Regions from separate parts of the Bicyclus anynana genome. Here region 1 is linked to region 2. A link is a contact called in public Hi-C data. All regions are on one chromosome and are shown on one strand. The core of a region is the stretch at or near the end of the contact, and the rest is flanking DNA. Distances in the headings are between cores, read along the strand shown. Region 1 holds the start of LOC112044315 (ETS-like protein pointed). Region 2 overlaps LOC112044315 (ETS-like protein pointed).

Region 1 (5,453 bases), core at 638-3,137, 52 kb before region 2:
TTCAATCACGCAGAAATAATAGAGAAAAATTGTTATTATTTTATATTTATAGTTATACCTTAAATCGATCAACATCTACTAAAAGATGGAATTCAATTACACTCACCCAAGACGTAAATTCATAGCTTTTAAGCAGTTTAAACCTCTGCCTTCGATCCGGAGGGTGTGGATTCAATTCCAGTCCGGGACATGCACCTCCAACTTTTCAATTATGTGCATTTTAAGAAATTAAATATCACGTGTCTCAAACGATAAAGTAAAACATCGTGAGAAAATTTCTTAATTCTCTGTGTCTATGTCTGCCAAGCCGCATTGAGCCAGCGTGGTGGACTATTAGCTTAACCACTCAATCTGAAAGGAGACTCGTGTTCCACCGTGAGTCGAATACAGGTTGTTAATGATGTAGCAGTTTAAATGCACTCAATTTCATTAAATTCTTATTTTTTGTATAATATACTCAGAGGCACAATTATCCGCCCACTTTAATATATCGTCATATTAAAGAGGGCGGATAATTATGCCTCTGAGTATAGTATGTGACAATGAATGTTTTTGATTTCCAGGCTGAATTGGATCACTCAATCTTGCACAACTTCATCCAACTGCGCTCCGACTACAAGAGTCATAAGTTATCGAACTTTCTCAAGGGACTGTCATAATTTATTGTTAACACGTTACGTTGTATTAATAGATCTAACTTTTATTATCTAAGTGATTTATTATTGCTTTATGGTTAATTCAACGTTATTTATTAAACTCTATTTACTTATTTGGTTTTTCATGATTTTACTCCTATATACATTAAATGTTTATAGCTAAATTATAAAAAGGGTGACGAATTATAAAAGCCACCAGAGATGAAGAGATGCACGACCGTGCCTGAAAACCAATGGCAAATTTAGCTGTATCTTCGTGCATAGGCGTTTGTTTGTCCAAGACGCATTTTTTTTATAAATGTGTTATTTGTATAATTGTATGTGGGAAAATAAGCTATTCATTCATCAATATGCGTTCATAATATATTCAAAAAATCAGCTTATCTAAAAACTGCAATAATATTAAATACTGTTTATTTATACATTATCATTGAAAAACTGCGTAATCCTTTTCACTTTTGATCACCCCTCTTAAATATTGGATAGAAGCAGGCGTTACTTTGCGGAAGTTCATCATGATTATATAATGATTTATTTATTTTGCTATCATCCGCGAAAAGCCGACAATTGCACGTTGTAGAGTCAACATCTCCTGAGGATGCTCCGGTTTCGGGGTGAAACGTACGTAGAGAGTATTTTGTCGGACCTGGGTGACGTTGTCGCATGGGTTCGTCAGCTTTTCGCGGATGATAGCAAAATAAATAAATCATTATATAATCATCCCTCTTAAATCATTGCGCGACCTGTACCTGCCAATATACTTAACTTCAAATCCGTTGTTGCAACATACTCGTATATGGATATATTTTTGTTTCTAAGTATGTGTTTTTATTAAACAACGCAGCCTTACGCTGCTTAAGTGGATTTTAAAAAGCGGACAAGTTTGGCGAGAATAAAATCCTATTTGAATTGAAATAATTTGTAATTTATGACATGCTAGGCTTTTACCGTTGCCAGGCTGTTTTGATGATTGTAAACTATGCATAAATTACGAAATCGTATCGTATGTTCGAAATCGCGTGCACAGCGAAAAGTTTTAATCTATCAAAAGTGTTGACAACGGACAATCTATCAAATGATCTAAGCCGCGTTGAATAATGCTTGCAAGTGTCGTTATCACTAATATCTGTACATGAAACCACTACGTCCATTCATAAGTTCCCCCCACCATATGCACATTTGAATGAACGCGCTAGTGTGCGTGCGACGCGGGCGCATTTGCGTCTGTGTGGAGTCAGTAACGTCCGAACCGGCACGCAGGGTCGTACGCTCGCGTCGCGTCCGCTCGCGTCCCAAAGTGACACCAAAACGGATACCGTGTAACAAAAAACACATTTTTTTTCCAAAACAGTGCTGTGACATATTGCTAATCTGGATAATATAATCAAAATCGAGAGGTGAGTGCCTAAGAAAGTATGTTTATTTTCAAACGACGCCTACGCGCGTTACTGTCGCGATTTGTGAGCGACGAAATTATATGATATAGGTTCAAGTTCATTCATTGGCTTGGGACTATTTATATTTTTATCGGTACGTGTGACATGAATGGGAGATTAGGGTTTAGGTGAGAACGGGTGATTCACCGGTGTTTCTGATTGTAATTTACTATTACTCTTGCGGTGTTTATTTTGGTTAGTTTACGTCTGTGGACTGGCCAACGTTATCTAAGCCCGGTAGCGTTCGTTCGTTCCATTTCAAGTGGTGTTTTTATCCCTTAACTACCTGAGTTGAAGCGGTTCTGAACAAGCCGAACCATAATTGTAACGCATGGCAAAGAGAAATGCCAGACCACACCTACGAGTGTATACGAATTGCGAATTTATAGCGATTTATACATTCGAGTACAGCACCAAAGTACATATAGCTCTATGTAATATCTAGGTGTTGTGTACCTATGTGAATTTGTATTTCGACGTAAATTTTTATCAACGTTTAATGTTAACGTTATGAGCTCTGCCTTCGATTCCGGAGGGTGTGGATTCGAATCCGGTCCGGGGCTATGCACCTCCAACTTTTCACTTGCATTTAAAGGAATTAAAATATCACGTGTCTCAAACGGTGAAGGAAAACATCGTGAGGAAACCTGCACACCAGAGAGTTTCCTTATTTCTCTGCGTGTGTGATGTCTGCCAATTGGGCCAGCGTGGTGGACTATTGGTCTAACCGCTCTCAATCTGCGAGGAGACTTGAGCTCAGCTGTGGGCTGCACTGGGCTATCACGGCCATTTAACATTTATGAAAGCATTGAAAATAATTGATTACAGTAGCATCTTTAGGGGACACTAAATAACTGCGTTAAGTCATTGCTTGAAGATGAACCTTTTTTTTTTATTTTATTCTCCACAAGTTAGCCCTTGACTACAATCTCACCGGATGGTTAGTGACGATGCAATCTAAGATGGAAGCGAGCTAACTTCTTAGGAGTAGAATGAAGTCGTACACGACATCATACCGGAACGCTAAATCGCTTGGCGGTACGTCTTTGTCGGCAGGGTGGTAACTAGCCACGGCCGAAGCCTCCCACCAGCCAGACCTGGATCAATTAAGAAAACCTCAATCGGCCCAACCAGGGATCGAACCCAGGACCTCTTGTAAATCCATCGCGCATACCACTACGCCACGGAGGCTTAACTACTCATAACTCACAGCCGTGGTCGCAGCCTTCAAATCAGCCACAGACACACAAACACACACGCACACACACACACTACAACATAGTATTTATTAAAATATTCTGATATTCGCTAACCGAATAGGATTAAAATCCCACATCGCACATCAATGCTCTAAGAAGGTCATCAAACTTTGCTTGCTATAAAACATATAGGTAAGTCATAGCTATTCTTGACAATCCTAAATCTAGTTAGGTAGGTAATCTGTCTAGGACCTACTTATAAAAAAAAATATTTTAGGGGCAGTCACCCCGCTGTTTCACCCGCGTATTTTCGGTTTTCGTGGGTATAATGGCATCGTATATATAGCCTACGACACTCACAAATTACGTGGCTTTCGATTGCTGTGAGAATTATCAAAATCGATTCAGTAGACTCAGAGACCCCTACAACCTCACAAACTTTACCTTATAATAGTTCTTGTAAATATAGATAGCGGACGCGCCGCGTTCTTACTTCTACAGTTCCCGTTCCCGTGTGAATACGGCGATACAATAAGTATGGCATATGTTACTCGCTGATAATGTAGCTTTCCATTGATAAAAGAATTTTTAAATGACTGAGTAATTTGGGCGTCAAAGAGTAAAAAAAAATACAATAAATTCACTAACGCATTTCTAAATAGACAGTAAGTAAAAGTATCCATATAGTATCAATACGTAATGTGGATAATATACCTACATTACATGATCATTTACATTATGATTACGCGTCAAGATAATGTTTAGACAGGTAAACATGCTGACTATCTATTCAAGGAAAATTCACACAAGAGCTCGAAACTCATCTATCATAGCGAGTTGATACTTAATCGAGGAGCAATTTTTCAGCATCCGATGCAAAACATAAGATTATGGAACGGATCTGTATTGCGCCAAAAATCTTAATTTTATTAACATAAAATTGAAAATTCTGAAAACACTCGAAGGTCATGAAATTATTAATTCAGTGCTCTTTCATTTGAGACCCCACTCGAATATATTTGCATCAGACATTCGATTATTCTTGCCCACTTTTAAACTGCTCAACCGATTTTCATTAAACATGTCTAAGAACACTCGCACATAAGTCACCTTTAATGAAATCGCTTCGTTTCGGTAAAAACCTGAACTTTATAAGTAAAGGAAACTATCGAATTCCCTAACCAGCTATACAGTCCACAGAGTTCTATGCCCGTTGGTAGGTACTCTTCACGGTAGTGACTGGGTTCGACCACTTCCCAACCCCGGGCAGTTACTGAGAATTTCTTGGAAAAACTGGATAACCTGACGCCTAATTATTAAGATCTCTTTTCTTTTCCAAAAACAATATTCTATACAAAACCTAATAAAGGTTTCGATAGGTCTCTACTACGCCTAATTCGTACGTGAAATGCTGACCGCGTGATATAAATTACAGAGTCTAGTCGGTATGTATAAGACCAGGGGCTCCGAAACTTTTAACATAACGAAACACTCAACAAAAACCTTTTATTTTGTGGAATCACACATGTAATTTAAATGAAAAACAAGTCTTTATTTGTAATATCCTGAAAATTAAACATTTTTGTTCCTTATTTTAACCCTAATAAATAATGAAATTAAGTTGAGGTTTCATGACATTACTAGGTATGTGGTAGCCATGGTAAGTAAATCCAGAAGAACGGTGGTGACTTCTCTACGGAATCTCTAGGTTTCTCGAAGCCCACTTTGGGAATCGCTGTGCTAGATTTATTCGATAAAGAAATATAGTAACAGACGAAATGCCTTGTCAGTCAGTGTCTGGTATATGATATGTTAACTACTTTCATAATTATAATAACACATTGTCGACTATCATTCAAACATTCAAGGTTTATTTATACATTACTTATATCAGCGTTGGTAAGATATAAAACGCATAGGTGTGTGTTAGGTAGGTATTATCTTTATCTAACATGATATCATTTCGGTCAGTAGCTTACACCAACTGAATCAAACTTGTGTAATAGGTACGGGGATTCCCGTGAGGCTTGGATATTTGAATAGAAGCAGGCGTATTTAAGCAAGTTTATTATGAGCAATGAATAATTGAATTTTTTGTTGTTGTAAAGACTTCATACAGCGATTATTAAAAATAATATCGCTGTATAATTTTCAAATGGATA
Region 2 (5,570 bases), core at 2,347-4,846:
AGTCAGCGGACATGTTGTTTTATTAATCGGCGATGCTGACCGCCTGCCAACGCAAACCGATTATAAAACTACATTACCGATAAACTAATCGCCCAACGAGTTTTACTAGTACGAGCCGGCTAAATATACAGTTAACTTACGCTAAAAGCTACTGTTTTCTTTTTGTGAGAGCTACGAGTAGCTCGAAAACCTTGTCTTGAAATACCGCATCAAGGTTAACAACGCTTTCGATTCAAGTTCAAACTGTTTTGACTTTGAACACAAATATGGAAAATCGGATTCAATGACTGTTTATTGAATCAATCTCAAATAACTCTGTAAATATCAACTGAGAAGAAACAGTTTACTAATTCGATTGCATTCAAAATCAGTTGGCAAAAAAAAGAACTGATAACAATTGTAGCGAATTACATATTTAATTGTTTTGTAGATACTGTACGTATGCATCGACCTGTAGAATCAACAATTTGTCAATTACTGTTTTTTCATCATCATTGATTTCATTCAATTGTCATTTAAAACCGTACATTTTGGACACACTTATGACAGATGGTTATTCATTACCCTCTAAAATCGAACTTTTTGTTGCGTATACCCCAGGTAGAGCGTTTTATGAAAGAGGTTTTATTAATTTGAGTATAATTTTATCGTGATGACGAGTTAGTTTACGATGCACGTGTCGTCTGGCGTTGTGTGTACGCATCCAAATGGGCTCGTCGTCACCTCCACCCGCTCGCTACCGTATTGTGTGCATACTAATCGCTATTCAACCGTACTAAAGGTAAAACAAATCATAAATAAGCTTGGGCACGTCTAAATATCATATTTTATAACGTTCTTTAGCTGACGATGGAAAAAAGTAAAAATTATCGATAAAGAAAAAAAGATTGACACCGATAATGTGCTGTCAGCCAAAAACTACGGGATTAGGATCATTATGGAATAGGATTATTATGGGATAGATTTTAGAGAATCTGGGGGGACAGTCACAGATTATAATAAAAGATGTCGATTATAAAAGTTCTCCCCAAAAATTACCCCTAACGATTAAAGATGTACCTACCTAAAAGACATAAAGACAAAAAAAAATCACTAATAAGAAAGCGCACATAGGGCATAAAGAGCGAAGTACTTACTACCTCAAAGTGCATTGAAATAGTCTGTTTCTTGATCTCTACATTACTAAATTACTTACCGATTACCCAAGAAGTCCTACAATACATTAAACTAAACTGGTCATCTAGGAATAATGAAAGCCCTAATAGATACATGCAGTATACCGCAAAAGGGTTACAAGACAACTAACAAGATTTTAGAAATTCGCACGACTGAATATAAATGAATTGAAATTACGCAGGCGGCAAGACTGCGTTTAGGTGTTGCGTCTCATATATCGCGTAAGTATTCTAAGGGCTCCGGCGTGAATCATCGTGAATTGATTGGCGGGGAGATACGGACAGCTAAATATAATATCAACTACTAGCGAAGGCACGCGACTCCGATCGCATGAAATTCTGTTTACTTATCACAAATACCATGGGAAGCGTGATTTTTTCCGGAATGAAAAGTAGCCTACGTGCTAATCCAGAGTAAAATCTATTTCCATTCCAAACAGCCAGCCAATTAGTTTGAAAGTCGCAGCGTAAAGGAAGAACAAACAGACTTAAGCAAACACACACACACAAACTTTCGCCTTTAAAATATTAGTCTCCTAAAAAAATTATTAAATTATTAACAGGAATTTCATATTCATAATTTCATAAGCATTTGAAGAACGGGACTCCAATATAACATTTCAATATCACAAGTGACTCAATTCGATAGTATGTACCTACCTAGGTACATATTGCAGTATTATTTTTTGTAAGTTTTCCTATACACATAAGAATTTAAAGGTAAACATCTTTTTTGCTGATAAAACATTATATCGTATATATATACCTAGATAATGAAACGAAAAAAAACAATAAACGAGTTTTTACTACTTTTATTCTTGTTCGAACCGATTTTTTAAACTGTAGAGTTTCCTTTTCCTAAACTATTCTTTTATAATAGCAGATACCTACCTAGGTAAACCATTAAAGTTTAGTAAACATCTGCTTATTATTTCCTATTCATTAGAGAATCAAAATATATATAAGTCGTATAAAAAACCAAAAACAGATTCTTCTACATTTGGACGGTGGTAATTTCATAAATTCGCGCATCATTTTGAAGTGTTGTGCCCTAAATATGAATTATGCAGGTAATAAATTAGCCGCTGACTCGTTAAAGATATTCCGAATACGTTTGAAAACATGCCAACTTGCTGGCAAATGAGCGTCCGATCGTGATGCAAAAACACATTTTACATTAATATATTCAAATTGTAACTGATTGTGATAATATGTCAAACAAAAACAATTATTTTTTGGGCGATTTAAATATCTACACATACTTTCACCCAAAACATTAAAACAATGTGTTTTTAGAAACAAAAATAGTGTAATTTAGAATAATGTTTAGTTATTTATGTAAAAATGTGTTTTTTTTAAGTTTATTAAAAAATGATTTTATATTTCATTTATTATCTAGTATGTGAAAAATAATGACTTAAAATCATGAGATATTTTAAAATTTTGTGTAAGCAGCGCCATCTATTGACCGCATACAAAATCTCGTTGCACTCCGTGCGGTCGTAGTGTTTAATCGATGTTCTAGATGGCGCCACTACCAAGTTTCACCAGTCACCGATAGATGGCGTTCATTACAACATTTGAATCAATGTTGACTGCCTCGTCTTTGTTAGAGCTTTCAAGAGCTTTCGAAAATTGAAATACGATATTTCATAAAGATTACTGGGCTAACCGCTAACTTGAAATTTCGTTGTATTTTTGATTAATCATGAATTGATCCTTTTTAAATCTAATTATGTAGGTACTTACAAATTAATTATTTTATTATTTATTATTTTTTGTAATAATTGTAATTAATAAAACAAAATGAAACTTTGTTGTTTGTATGTTACATGGATAGTCGGAATTATTTGAATTAGGTACTTAGTATGAAAACATTAACCTTTTCTTATTTTTTAATAAAAAAAATATTTGTTACATACCTATGCAGTTCGGCTCCTCTAAGTGGACTCGTCTACACCATGAAGTTATGGGGATTACTCCTCAGCACCCTGTATAGTGATTCAAGAGAAAGATTTGAGTACCTATCACAATATTTGTATAAAAATAATCACAATATTTGTATAAAAATTTAAAAGTACCTACATATCTAATTAAGTACCTACATAATGTTATAGTACAGACAAAATATCAGAGATATAAATAGCGCAGGTACAGCGGGTCGGGTCTTACGTTTCGTCCCGGTAGGCATCATTTGGAGGCGCGGGATGCCATAAAGACATCTTGTAGTATAGACTAATTACAATATTTGCATACTTAAAGCGCCCGTGCGACGCCGGGGCGCGTCACTAGTAAGTACTCCATAAAATAGGCTATGATACATTAGTGTACAGCCTGACGGGACCCTCGCGGGGCAATAAAAAACGAGTCGGCTTCGAACCGTTGTGTGACGTCACGAATACTGCGCGGGCGCAGGCAGCCGTGGGAACTACGGCAGGTGTGCGCCGGCCGGCCACTGATCCTTGCGTCTATCTATGTGTAAGTGCCTATACAGCGCGCCGGGTAGAAAGTTCCGCTTTCCTCTCACTCCTGTAGGATAACCTGCGATGGTTGGATGCTTGATACACAAAGGATGGTCCATTTACTTAATAGGGATGATGACAGTTTTTTAAATTGTATATAAATTGAGAGTATACTAATAGTAAAACAATTTTCTAAAAGGAACAGGGTATCTGCGATCATTACTTTCGGAGCTACAGGGATTTAAAGGGTCAGATTTGCGGCGCTGCCGCGGATCCCTGAAAAACGCTCCATACAAAATGGCACGATTTAGTGACGTCGTTGGCTCGCTGATCGTTAGATTTGTATGGGCGTTCAAACAAAATCACTAATATCTTTGTTATTTGTGCGTTTATGTTTATAGTTTATTTACTAAAAAATGTCACATTTAATGTAAGGAAGCTATCACTGTATGAATTTTCATCTAATTACGATAAAAAAATTAACAGATTTTGAAATCTTATAATCTTATTTATTTTGCAAATATCCAGACAATCTTTGCTTTTTTTGTATAAATTAGTTAACATTGGCCTTATTTACCCGAATGTATCATAAAAATCAATATATTCAAACCTAGTCATCATCCCCATTTGTATAAATTGTATAATATATAGTCATGTATAAGTTTTTAGTTAAGACACGTCACGTAGACACGTCCGTGAACACACAAGGTTCCACCTGAAAACCAGCGCCACAGCTCGCTGTGGCATCGTGCTGAGGTGGATACCTTTTTGTCCACGACCAGATGTATGTATTGTATGTTCTGTTTGTTTATTTTCCAATCTGTGGTTCCAGTTGAAAACCAGCGCTACGTGTCCTAATTCAAATGGTCACGTAGCATTATGCTGAGCTGGGCAATTTTCTGGGTTATGCTACACATCGCAGGATATTGTCCTGGATGTCCTGGTGTACTGGAGATACTGTGATGTGTGGCATAATTTCGAAATAAACGCATTTTTCTTTCTTTCTTTCTTTCATTTCAGACCATGTCCGGGTACTGAGTACCTCTTATTTTAAAATACAGAGTTTTTATTCAATCTATACTAATACTATAAAGCTTGTGGTATTGTAGGGGGTCTCTAGATTGTAATGAACCGATTTTGATAATCTTTTATCACTAGAAAGCCTATTTATTAGACGCTCTTTCAGCTTTCGACAGGTAACGTCTTTTAAAAGGATATCAATACGCCATTATTATACCATTAGTGTTACATTTCTTGGAGAGACTTAGAGAATATCTATAATTTCACTGCAATGAATGAGATTTCGTGGATTTGAAGAATCAAAAACAATTTCCCCATTTGTCCAAAGAGTCCATAAAATTTTGAGCATTTTTCTGACATAAAAACACTTTGCCAAGATTTAAAAAAGTACCGTTCGTTATTAGATGGATGAGAAAGGTTTTATATTACATTACGGCACACGTGCGTAATGAGATACATTACGATATTGAAATTGGTGATATAAGCGATACTTTATGAGCGAATGTGTTATAAAATACTTTAAAATTTATAAAAAAACATAACCCTTCTTGCAGACGGACAAAAATATCCAGCCATTGCTAAACTTCTAAGTGCATATTACTTGGGTATTATAAAAACACTTTAAATTAAAAGCTCCCTGATGTTTTGCCCGTCCGTAAACAAAATAATGAAGTTACGCTTTATTAATAACAGAACCTTTATTTGAATACCGCTAGTAATTCAATTAAAAAATCAGAAAACAGCAGCCAATGTCTCGGTAACAAGTTTTAAAAAGCATACTGTAACCGAGTTAGGGTCGAACGGAAGGCAATATTGAATCAAGGCCGAGAAAAATTAGATTCCTGGTCGTCCACGGGGAAATTTTTGCCCTTTGATGTCCTCTAATACTGTTCACCTCCTACAGCGGGTCAGT

What was found. Hi-C and Micro-C count contacts between places; a contact is called where the count stands out from the background.
Region 1: a Hi-C map of whole larva shows a contact between it and region 2, with 4 times the contacts expected there. The contact joins the promoter of LOC112044315 here to the enhancer-like site in region 2. A contact is called at or near these places in 2 of 2 Hi-C or Micro-C datasets (whole body and whole larva).

The regions. Positions count from the first base shown.
Region 1 is chr21:4,209,491-4,214,943 of ilBicAnyn1.1, reverse strand. It overlaps LOC112044315 (ETS-like protein pointed), which reads left to right and starts at 1,887. Exons shown (of 10, transcript XR_008251953.1): 1 at 1,887-2,053. LOC112044323 (exocyst complex component 5) reads left to right here. Exons shown (of 13, transcript XM_052888216.1): 13 at 564-769. The coding sequence ends at 659.
Region 2 is chr21:4,159,382-4,164,951 of ilBicAnyn1.1, reverse strand. All of the region lies in intron 3 of LOC112044315 (ETS-like protein pointed), which reads left to right. Among protein-coding and RNA genes, the nearest start is that of LOC112044315, 51 kb to the left of the region's middle. Within about 2 kb of position 3,596, at least 8 of the 8 cell types and tissues checked have open chromatin away from gene starts, as enhancers often do.